Regions from separate parts of the Arachis hypogaea genome. Here region 1 is linked to region 2. The links are chromatin contacts, called in public Hi-C maps. All regions are on one chromosome and are shown on one strand. The core of a region is the stretch at or near the end of the contact, and the rest is flanking DNA. Distances in the headings are between cores, read along the strand shown. Region 1 holds the start of LOC112783880 (nuclear transcription factor Y subunit A-10). Region 2 has its middle 5.4 kb from the start of LOC112786497.

Region 1 (6,168 bases), core at 833-3,332, 70 kb before region 2:
ACACATGAAAGTTGAAGTCTCTTTTCTAAAGTGAACAAAAAAAATTGTTGCTTCAAAACACCAAAATGGGGAGAAAAGAAAAAGAGTATCAGATTTTGTCTGATTATATAAAGAAACCAATTACTCAACTCTGGAAGATCATTTCAGCTTCATACTTTATGGAAATCATTATAGAGAAAAGTTTTTAGTGTTTCGTCCATGATTACTCACTAGTTCAACTTCATCCTCTCTCTGTTTCTGCCACTATGTAAATGAAAGCCTCTTGGAGAATATGTCCAACTGATGAAGTCTCTATTCTAAGGTATGTTCGGTTAGAGGGTAAAAATGAGGTGAAATTTTTCATGGATGAGCTCCATGTGTAATTTTACAAATCAAACTCATCTAGGAAAATTCTACCTATTTTTTATCCGCTAACCAAACATATCCTTAGATTATGAATTTTGTTAGTATGTTCTGGATCCATCTTTAACTAGTAGAGATACATTGCCATTTCACTTAAAAGCTCAGCCAATCTGTACACGACACCTTTTCGTTCCACCTGGCAAGATATTGCAATGAGGGCAAACTAGATTTTTCAAGAGATTACCATCCCTTTTGAGGTAATGAATTTTTCTCCAGTTTAAATACAAGTCACTAAGCAGAACACGATTTCACCTTGATATCAGTAAACCCTCTTGAAAGGCTATCTTAAAGTCTTCAGATTTCAAATGAAAAATCCATTTCCTTGCATTAATTGTGACCCGCCATTCATAACAAGAAGCTTCACTAATGCCTTAACAAATAATTTAACTTAACAACAAAAAAAGGTCCTCATATCAGAGCTATCTAACCATGTCACCTTAGAAAAGATGCACTCCAAAGTACTTTCTAACCATCCGCGGCTTAATAGAAAAGAATATTCTCTAATTTGTCTTTGGTTTCCCAAACTATCCATAGCTTTATATATTCATTTATCAATTAACTATTCACAGTTTGGTTTAGAACACAATTGAAATACCTGGAAAGATGGTAAACTGAGTTGTATGTCCTTTCCCAGATATGTTTTCAGCTCCTCTCACCGATTGCTTGCCGGTGGCAATTTGATCAACATAGTTGGGAATCTCCAGTGAAAAGGGTTTCATTTGGCCACAAGATTCCCCATATTGAGATCCAAAGAGACTCCACCAGGGCCCTGAAGAATTGTGTACAATCCCTTCATGTTCCTTATTAGGATAAACACTTTGCTTCGCCATATACACCGTTCGAATCGATCCAAAAGATGATTTCTAGGATCACACAAACAATAAGAATCTCAGGATCAGAAACAACAAACCAACATAAAGTTTTGAAATAACAATTTTCCCCCAAAATAAAAAAAGACAAAAGGGGATAGATAAACTGCATTAAAAGCATATTCTAGTTTTCTATCGTGTTTATCTAGTCTTACTCCTGAGCATATACAATCACAAAAGAGGGTTTGAAGGAAACAGAATATTCTTCACATCAAAACCAGAATTTCAATATCCATAACTAATCAGTCTAATAATAATAATAATAATAATACAGAAACAGTAAAAGCAGAAGATTTGAATGCTTGAAAGGTGACAAAAGAGTGAAAATAAGTAGAAGATGACAAAACAAGAGGAGAGAAGAGAGTTACAATCAAAGAAAGAAACAAACAAGTGAGGAGACAACAGAAAAAGCATATAGAGTGGACTATATATACATACGGAACACAAATACAAATACAAACACAATACCCAGATGCAGAAACCATGCATGATGCATATATAGAACCCAGTAGCAGCAGCAGCATAAAAAGGAACTCAAAAAGGTAAAGTAGAATAGATTTGAGTAGAAAAGAGTCAAAGACAGTAAACAGTTCAGACTAAGAAGAAGAAGAAGAGAAAGGTTAGAGAGAGGTACATAGATGTGGAATAGAAATCTAACGGAGAGTAAGAAGAAAGCCCATTAGATTGGAAGCATAAACATGCCGGAAGAATAAGAAGCAAGAGAGAAACACTGCACACGCTCGCACAGAAAAGCGTACAAGTGATAATGGAAATACACTCCAACATCCAATACCATTGCCTGGACCCCTCCACTTTTCTTTTTTAAATATATATATATATATATATATATATATATATATATATATATATATATATATATAGAGAGAGAGAGAGAGAGAGTAAAAAAAGTTGATAAAATAATAAAATAAAGGATAAAATATTAATTTGGTCTACGTAATTCTATTTTAGTGTTTAATGTTAAATTGTCCTATTTAAATCTAAAAAAATTTTATTTAATTTCAATATAGTCTTACTGTGAGGTCAAATAGGACACTTTAAATCTTAAGGACCAAAATAGAATTACGCTCAAACGTAGAAGACCAATTTAATACTTTATCATAAAATAAAATATTAATTATTATTAATTTTGTAATTTTTATGAAATATGTGTCTTATTATTTTAATTTAAGAGTAATTAATTTCTCAATTGATCAACTTTTTATTTAAAAGATCTTAATCTATATATATTCAATTTAAAATCTAAAATTAAAAAGTATGTTAAAATGAGAGTTTAATTATCTTAAATTAAGGTTGTAGAACTCAAACATAATAAATATGAAAATGGTAGAGTTTGATATACACAATTATTTTTTTTATTGATTTGATACTTAAAAATTATTAGATAATTTTATATATTTGATTAAATTATTATTTAATAATTTTTAATTATTAATTTCACATAAAAATAATTAAATATAAAATTATATCAATAAAAATTAATCTTCTATTTATTACTTTATAAATTTCTTTATTTTGAATATTTTTTTAATTATGTTAAATATATATTAAAAAATAGTTACCAAATTAATTTTTTATATAAAATATATGTTGAAATAAAAAAAATATTAAAAATAACTTAAATATAATAATTAATTTGATAATTAATTTTTATGTATATATAATATTTTTTATTTTAATATTTCTGCTTCCATTTTTTTTTTTTTTACTTTCTTACCCTCTTTTTCTTCTTTTTTTTTTTTCTGTAAAATTTTATATTATAACATATAGAGTATAAAATTTTTATTCTATATTGTTTAATATTTCTTTATTTATTATATTTTTTTAAAAATTATATTATGATATAATTCCATTGTGTACCATCATTTACCACGTCTCTCTTTCTCCACTTGCTGACTGGGTAACGGTTCTATCTATTAACAAACAAAAATCTTGCGCTGATCCATCATCCATATGCATGTCTTTACCATGCATGAATTTATAAAAAGATACATACAAGATAGTAAATTTTAAGATAGAAATTTGTTTTATTATTTGTCTGTATAAAAGCTCGGGACAGTAGGATAGGGGTATCCATAGAATAGAAACAAAAATATTATAATCCTGAATTAGTTAGTAACATAAGTGTATTTCTTTTGTACTATAAATAAATTAATTAAGAAAGGATGCAAGTTGGCTTAATTAATAATAAATTAAGTCATTCGACTATTAAGTATTAACTACCTTTTTTTAAAAAAAAAAAAAAAAAACAAGCATATGTACCATCATCTATAAGAGGTGATCTATTCAAATTAATTAGGAATATCTACATTATTACGATTGTGACTATCTTTTTAATAAAATCATTTATATCCACAAAACTCAATCCTAAAATAGTTTTTGTCATACATTTTAAGTTTTTTTGACAATCAAATTTAATTAAATTAGTCTAAATCCAATAAAATCCGTTTCTTTAATGAAAACGTGAATATATGTTCTAATTCCTCATTTATTAAGGTAAATGTGAACGTTTATATCGTTCTTCTTCTTCGCGTTCTTTCTTTTTTTCGCAGTCTTCCTTCTTCTTCTTCACACATTCCTCCTTTTTCTTTGTGTGTTTTCTTCTCGTCGTTCTTTTATTGCTACCATTGTTACTACGTTTTTTTTTTCCCTTTTCTTTCTAGTAATTTTGCAGCATTGATTTTTTTTCTTTTTTTTTTGTTTTTCCTCTTAAAAGAGTGAAATAAAAAGAATTATGAAAAAATGAAATAAAAAGAAGATGAAGAAGAAAAAGATGAAAAAGAAGAAGAAATAATAGAAAATGAAGAAAAAAAAAAGAGAAAGAGTTTTAAATTATGCAGAATTTATCAGAACAAATAATACCAAAATTTCTTAACAATAACACATAAATTTCTAAGTTTTTACAACAAAATTTTACTACAAAAGCACAAAAACACATTCTTTAATGTTGCATTTTTTCTTCTTTCTTTCTTTCTTTTTTTCTGTTGCTTTTATTTCTTCTTTTAAGAGCATTGCTTCTCATATTAGACTTGAATGAACATTTTTGTAATGTATATATTGCAATCTTATTTAGTTGAATGAATGTAGGTTCATCATCTTCCTAGTAATTTTTGCAGCATTATGTGTTTCTGCTTCTTCTTTGTTTGATTTTTGTTTTGTTTTTATTCTTGTTAAGAGAGTAAAATAAGAAGAATCATGAGAAGGTAAAATAAGAAAGAAAAGATGAATCAGAAAAGAAGAAGAAGATGACGATGATAATAAAGAAGGAGGAGGAGGAATTTTAAGTTATCATTAAGTAAATTTTGGTGCATTATGGATTTAAATAAGACGCATTTTTTGTGTGTGCTTGTTTTGAATTGAGTTTGTTTATATGTCGTTATCATTAAGTAATTTTGGTACATTTTAGATTTAAATAAGGTGCATTTGGTCTGTACTTGTTTTGAACCGAGTTTGTTCATGTATCGTCATCATTAATTAATTTCGGTGCATTTTGAATTTAATTTTGGTGCATTCTAAATTTCAATAAAGTGCACTTTTGGTCTGAACTTGTTTTGAACTGAGTTTTTTTGTGTGTCGCCATCATTAAGGAATTTTGGTGCATTTTGAATTTGAACTGTTATACATATAAGAAGAAGACGACGATGATGATAATAATGATGATGATGGTAGAGGAGGAGAAGGAGGAGGAGGAGAAAAAAGAAGGAAGAAATCAAAGAAATTGAAATGAGAAAATAAAGAAGATGAAGAGGAAGAGGAGGAGGAGATGGAGGTGGTGGTGGTGGTGTGGTGGTAGTGACGACAATAATAAAAGAGAAAGACGAGGAAAAAGAGGAGAAGAAGAAGGCGACGATGATGATAATAACAATAATGATAACGATGATGCATGATAATGACGATGATGATGACGATAGAAAAGAAAGAGGAGGAAAGGAAAGGAGAAGAAGAAATTTAAATAAAAAAGGAGGAGGAGGAAGAGGTAATGATGATAACAAAAGAGAAAGACGAGGATAAAGGAGAAAGAAAAAAAGAGGAAGCAACAACAACATGGGAGAAGAAGAAGAAGATGCTGCAACAACATGGATGAAGAAGAGGCGCGCGTAAATTTAAAACAAAAATTATTGATTATGTATTAAGGGAAATGCTAATGTATTTAAAAAAAGCAACTATTTAAATGAAGATGACAAAAACATATTTTTATAAAAATATTTTGTTTAAAAGTGTGATTTATTTATATAGTCACATTTTAAACAAAGACAACATTTTTATAAATATCAAAATCTAATTATACAATCTATCATCCAATGATCAAAAAGAAATATTTTCATGAAGACAGTTATAAAATCTTCATTGTAGTATCCACCTTTAAAAAAATAAAATAATAATATTTTTTAAAAATTAACTTGTTATTAAAGATAAAAAATAAAAAATAAAAAATAAAATATCTTAACTAAATCTTAAATTTTTAATCTTAAAATTTAAATTTTAAAGTCTAGATCGAATATTTTAAATTAAAAAGCATTTAAAAATAAATAATTATATATATTGTTTAAACTTTAAACCAAACCCATGCATTATTTCTTCATTGAATTGCAAAGAGGATTAACATTTGTTGATATTGGATTTACACTTCACATAAATATAAAAGACACTTATCGAAGAAACAAGACCTAATACATTTGTATGGATTCAGTAATCCAAAAGACTGACACTCATTTTATTTTCTAATATTTCCATCACTACCTTTTTGGCTGTACTTTCTCGTTTTGCTCAATTTCTTTTAGTTTTCTCAAACCAAAAATAGGAGTGGTGGAAGAGTTGATGTTGGGTATGGTGGCCAGACTGTGCCAATATTTTAACGGCCACTCATCTATTTGTGGAA
Region 2 (6,194 bases), core at 3,173-5,672:
GAAACAAATTTTGTTTCAAATTATGAAAATTCCACCACTCATTATGATGTATCGAATTTCTTTGAGGATCCTCAAGGAAATATTGGCTATTTGATCAATGATGGAATAATTTAATATATGTGTTTGTTAAATATTCACGTGAATAATTATACTGTGCATGTACTTTTACTCATTTTATTATTATTATTATTATTATTATTTGTCTTTGAAGAAAATGACAAGGGTATATAATGAAGATGTATGCCTTGCGGATAGTGCAAATTCGCACACCATTCTCAAAAGTGATATATATTTTACCCATCTTGTACCAAAAGAAGAATATGTTAATACTATTATTGGCTCGGGCAATGTGATTGAAGGCTCCGGAAGAGCTATAATTTTGTTTCCCGGAGGAACAAAATTCATACTAAATAATGCACTATTGTCTACCAAGTCTCTAAGAAACTTGTTAAGTTTTAAAGATATTCGCTGAAATGGATATCATATTGAGACTATGAATGAGGGAAGTCATGAGTACTTATGTATCACAACTCATGATTTAAATAAAAAGGTTATACTAGAAAAGTTACCCTCAGTTTCATCTGGATTATATTATACCAAGATTAGTACAATTGAATCACATGCCACTGTAAACCAGAAGTTTACTAGCCCAAATGAATTCGTAACTTGGCATGACCGATTGGGTCATCTGGGAACAACCATGATGCGGAGAATTATTGAAAACTCCCATGGACATTCACTAAAGAATCAGAAAATTCTTAAATCTAGTGAATTTTGTTGTGCTACATGTTCTCAAGGGAAGTTAATTTTAAGGCCATCACCAGTAAAGATTGGATTTGAGTCCCCTGAATTCCTAAAAAGGATTCAAGGCAATATATGTGGACCTATTCATCCACCATGTGGATCTTTTAGATATTTTATGGTCCTAATAGACGCATATTCGAGATGGTCACATGTGTGCTTATTATCTTCTCGCAACCTGGCGTTTGCGAGATTACTGGCTCAAATTATTCGATTAAAAGCACAATTTCCAGAAAATTCAATCAAAGCAATTCGTCTTGATAATGTTGGTGAATTTACTTCCCAAGATTTTGATGCTTATTGTATGGCTAATGGAATAAGTGTCGAACATCTAGTAGCTTATGTTCACACACAAAATGGGTTAGCAGAATCACTTATTAAACGCCTCCAATTAATTGCTAGACCTTTACTTATGAAAACAAATCTCCCAACCTCGGTTTGGGGCATGCTATTTTACATGTCGCAGCACTTATTTGTTTGAGGCCAATGAATTACCATCAGTTCTTTCCTATGCAATTAGCTTTTGGCCAGCAGCCAAATGTTTCCCATTTAAGAATATTCGGGTGTGCGAAATATGTTCCTATTGCACCACCTTCTCCTACCAAAATGGGACCCCAAAGAAAATTAGGAATATATGTTGGATATGATTCTCCCTCTATAGTGAGGTATCTTGAGATACAAACTGGAGATGTATTTAAAGCCCGGTATGCGGATTATTATTTTGATGAATCAAAATTTCTAACATTAGGGGGAAAGAATAAGCTTCCTGAAAAGGAACTTAATTAGAATCCATCATCCTTGATACATTTAGATCCTCGATCAGGGCAATGTGAACTAGAAGTTCAAAAGATTATACATTTGCAAAGAATAGCAAATGAATTGCCTGATATATTTTCTGATACAAAGAGGATAACCAAATCTTATATACCAGCGAAAAATGTCCCAATTTGAATTGATGTTCCAGTTGGACAAATTGCCACCGAAGCAAATACACGCCAGAAGCATGGCAGGTCTGTCGATTCCAAAGACAAAAATCCTCGAAAAATAAAAGAGGTAAATACTATTCCTGTTGAAAAAGACATAGTAAAGACACCTGCAGTTGTTCAAAATTCTGATATAGTTTTAACGCCAGAAGACGTTCAGGTACCTGAAAATTGTGAAAATGACGAGATCTCGATAAATTATGTCTTTACAGGAGAGAAATGGGACCGAAATAAGACAATTGTCAATGAAATCTTTGCATATAATGTGGCATTGAATATCATGCATGAAAGTAAGGATCTTGAGCCAAGATCAGTCGAAGAATGACGACAAAAAAATGATTGGCCAAAATGGAAAGAAGCCATCAAGGCTGAGTTAGACTCACTTGCAAAACGTGATGTCTTTGGACCTATAGTCCATACACCAGAAGATGTAAAACCTGTTGGATACCGATAGGTATTTGTGAGAAAACGAAATGAAAAAAATGGAGTTGTGCGCTACAAAGCCCGACTTGTGGCACAAGATTTTTCACAAAAGCCCGGTATAGATTATGAAGAAACGTATTCTCCTGTAGTGGATGCGATAACATTGCGTTATTTGGTCAGTTTATCTGCATATCATAAACTGCATATGCATTTAATGGATGTGATAACAGTCTACTTATACGGCTCATTAGATCGGGATATCTATATGAAAGTCCCTCAAGGACTAAAGATATCTAAACCATCCAATAAATATTCACATGGATTATACTCAGTTAAATTGCGAAGATCTTTATATGGTCTGAAGTAATCTGGACGAATGTGGTATAATCGTCTTACTGAGTATCTGGCCAAAAATGGATATAAGAATGATGATATATGTCCATGTGTTTTCATAAAGAAATCTGCATCTAGATTCATTATAGTTGCTGTGTACATTGATGATTTAAAACTCCTGAAGAGATTCCAACAATTATAAAAACTCTAAAAGAAGAGTTTGAGATGAAAGATCTTAGAAGGACTAAATTTTGTCTCGGCCTGCAGATCGAGCATATAAAAAATGAGATCTTTATTCATCAAACAACATACACAAAGAAGATCTTGAAAAGATTTTATATGGATAAGTCACATCCCTTGAGTACCCCAATGATCGTAAGATCTTTGGATGTGCAAAAGGATCAGTTCTGTCCTAAAGAAGAAAATGAAGATATTCTTGGTCTTGAAGTACCATATCTTAGTGCCATTGGAGTGCTAATATATCTTGCTAATAATACAAGACCCGATATATCATTTGCTGTGAATTTACTAGCAAGATATAGTTCCTCTCCAACCAAAAGACATTGGAGTGGAATCAAATAAATCTTTCGATATTTTTATGGAACGGTTGATATGGGACTGTTCTATCCCTATGGATCTAAGTCTCAACTAGTTGGCTATGCAGATGCTGGGTACTTGTCTGATCCATATAAAGAGAGATCTCAAACAGGATACCTGTTTACATATGGTGGAACAGCTATATCATGGAGGTCCATGAAACAGACGATTGCTGTAACAGCAACATCCTCTAATCATGCCGAAATACTAGCAATTCATGAAGCAAGTCGGGAGTATTTTTGGCTCAGGAGTTTGATCAAATATATTCTGTCATCATGTGGACTGATTAATCAGAAGATAGCTCCAACTGTCTTGTTTGAAGATAATCAAGCATGCATTGCTCAACTTAAAGGTGGATACATCAAAGATCCGTTCAAGTGATAATCTAGCAGATTTATTTACAAAGTCACTTCCAAAATCTTCATTTGAAAAATTGGTACATCATATTGAGATATATCGATTTCGAGATGTTAAATGATGTCGACAAGAGGGGGAGACTGTACTCTTTTTTCCTTAGTCAGGTTTTTTTTCCATTGGGTTTTTCTTGACAAGGTTTTTAACGAGGTAGTCCCATTACAAAGGATTTTGTACTCTTTTTCCTTCACTAAAATTTTTTTCCCATTAGGTTTTTTTTAGTAAGGTTTTAACGAGGCATAATCCTAAATGGGCATCTAAGGGGAGTGTTGTGATAAGAATGAGTATGTGGATGCCATTTATTATGGGTGGCTCATGCTCTCAAGGATGAATGCATTAAAGAAATTTGAAAATGTAAATCTTCCTTCGCCTATAAATAGAGAAGCAAGAGGGACTATTACACACAGAAGCAATAAAAAATCTTCTCTCTTTTTTATATTACTAATACAATTCTCTCTCTCTCTTTATTTTACAAGTATTTTTGAATACTCTTTTCTCTCACTCTTTACATATAATATTAGTAAATATATTAATCATCTTTATTATATTGAGATAGTAATTGTAATACTAGAATCTTCTACTTATATTTTTTTATTTTATATTTATTTTACAACAATTAATATTAATTTGTGATTTGTGGGTTAGGCACTACACATAATACTATATTAGTGGATTTAGTTGTATAATAGGTAGCCAATAATCAGACATTTGTAGAAGCGAGGTAGGAAAGCTATATCAGCTCAAAATCCATAATTGTAACGAGTTTTTGTTTTTCTATATTTTGGTTTACATACGGGCCTTAGGCCCGTAACAATTTTTGTTTTGGTCGAAAGAGATTAAGGAATTTGTTACTTCATAAATGAACTTTCAATGAGTATGATGGGCTATAAATATATGCCTGTTTGTTGTGTTTGTGGGTTGGGCGTTTGCCAAGCCCAAATCTCAACCAAAATATACTCTTTCAATACAAAAAAGACTACTGATGACATTCACAATTTGTTAAATTCATTCAATATGGTACTCAGTTACTCACCTTAGTATAAAATAGTTTTCTTAACCAATTTGGTTGGTCGAGCTCACTTGTCCGTTTAAATAAGTATTGGGAGTTCAAATCTCATTTCGTGCATGCAGCAATTCATTGGCCAACGACAGACCTTTAAATAAAGCTCAAATCCGTGACGAATTAATTCTTAGTCTGTTGAACTAGAAAATACCATGGACAAAAAAAATAATTTTCCTAATGTCAATCTTTTAGAAAATCTAAGTCAATTTTATTTATAAATAAATTTTCATTTATTATTAAGAAATTTAAAGTATAGACCATTATGATTAATATATAGATAGATAGAATGGACCGAGCAAGTAAAGTTCAAATTATATCTTTCTTAGTCTCGTTAAGTGTTTCTTTGGATTAATTGCTTTTAAAATAATGGCTTTTACATAAAAAAAATATTGTATCGTTATTGTTTATATCTTGACCCACAATTTAATCAGGTCCAAAAAGGTTAAAGCTCAGTTTATAGAATAAGAGTCTTTATCACACTCTAGAACCTATCCAACCTCATAAGGTCGGCCCACGTGGCGCCAATTTGGCCCGACTTATTCAAATAAGATGAATCTCAACCAACTCCTAAGATATCTCCTATTAATCTAGAAGAGAGGTCTTAACAACCCCTAGATAAAACGGAACGGTTATACACCACTAAAGATTGAACTACTCTAAAAGGTAGTTATTTATTCTACTATAAATACATTGACACTTTCAAGTATATTCAGAACCCAATTTACTAAAAAGTTGCCTAAAATCCTTGCTAACTTAAATATCGGGGTTCCTTGCAAGTACCATCCCCCACCTCCTCAAGAGGAGCTCAGATGGCGGCACCTAAGTCGGACGCTACCTCAAAAGGAGTCTGCACCTCATGTTCAGGCCCAAAAGCAACCCAGTTTCAGGTAACTCTCGAAACATTGCCGTCATTGCCGGGGACCTGGAGCTCAATCTTTGATAATGGCGGATGATCAATAAGATGGTCAGACAACCGCTCGAAAAGAATAGGATGCAAGCATATTAAAATCAACGCACAATTATCTTTAACAAAATGTACGCTGGCTTCCCTATGCATCCAGTTCAAAACAGCTTGATGAATTGATGAGGGAAAATTGAATTTTCGCACAAACTCACCGGCAAGTATATCGGGTCGCATCAAGTAGTAAAACTCACGCGAGTGAGGTCGATCCCATAAGGATTATATTTTTTATTTAATTTTTTAATAAATTTTTTTATATAATTTTATGTATTATCCTGTATAGGGTACGAAAAGATACACTAGTTTATTTGTAAAATATACATTCTCATCTTTTATAGCTTTTAAAAAACTCCCTTTTTAATCTATTTTAACTTTTTTGTTAAGTAACGTTAATTTTATCCATTTTTAGAAAAAGTAAATTATTTTTTATAAAAATACTCTTTAATAAAAATTTTATTTTTTTATTAAATTTTATTTATTAAAATATCTTTTAATAAATTATTTTTTTATTGATTAAATTATATTTTTACCAAAATATTTTTTAAAAAATTTTTTAATGATTAAATTATTTTTTTTCTAAGATATCTTTCAATAATTTTTTAAAAGATCTTAGAAAAAA

What was found. Hi-C and Micro-C count contacts between places; a contact is called where the count stands out from the background.
Region 1: a Hi-C map of an unstated tissue shows a contact between it and region 2, with 4 times the contacts expected there. The contact joins the promoter of LOC112783880 here to the enhancer-like site in region 2. A contact is called at or near these places in 4 of 8 Hi-C or Micro-C datasets (leaf and an unstated tissue).

Annotation. Positions count from the first base shown.
Region 1 is chr20:137,964,818-137,970,985 of arahy.Tifrunner.gnm2.J5K5, reverse strand. LOC112783880 (nuclear transcription factor Y subunit A-10) reads right to left here and starts at 2,082. Exons shown (of 6, transcript XM_025826958.3): 1 at 1,906-2,082; 2 at 998-1,265. The coding sequence starts at 1,232.
Region 2 is chr20:137,897,274-137,903,467 of arahy.Tifrunner.gnm2.J5K5, reverse strand. No RefSeq gene overlaps it. Among protein-coding and RNA genes, the nearest start is that of LOC112786497, 5.4 kb to the right of the region's middle. Within about 2 kb of position 4,422, at least 2 of the 3 cell types and tissues checked have open chromatin away from gene starts, as enhancers often do.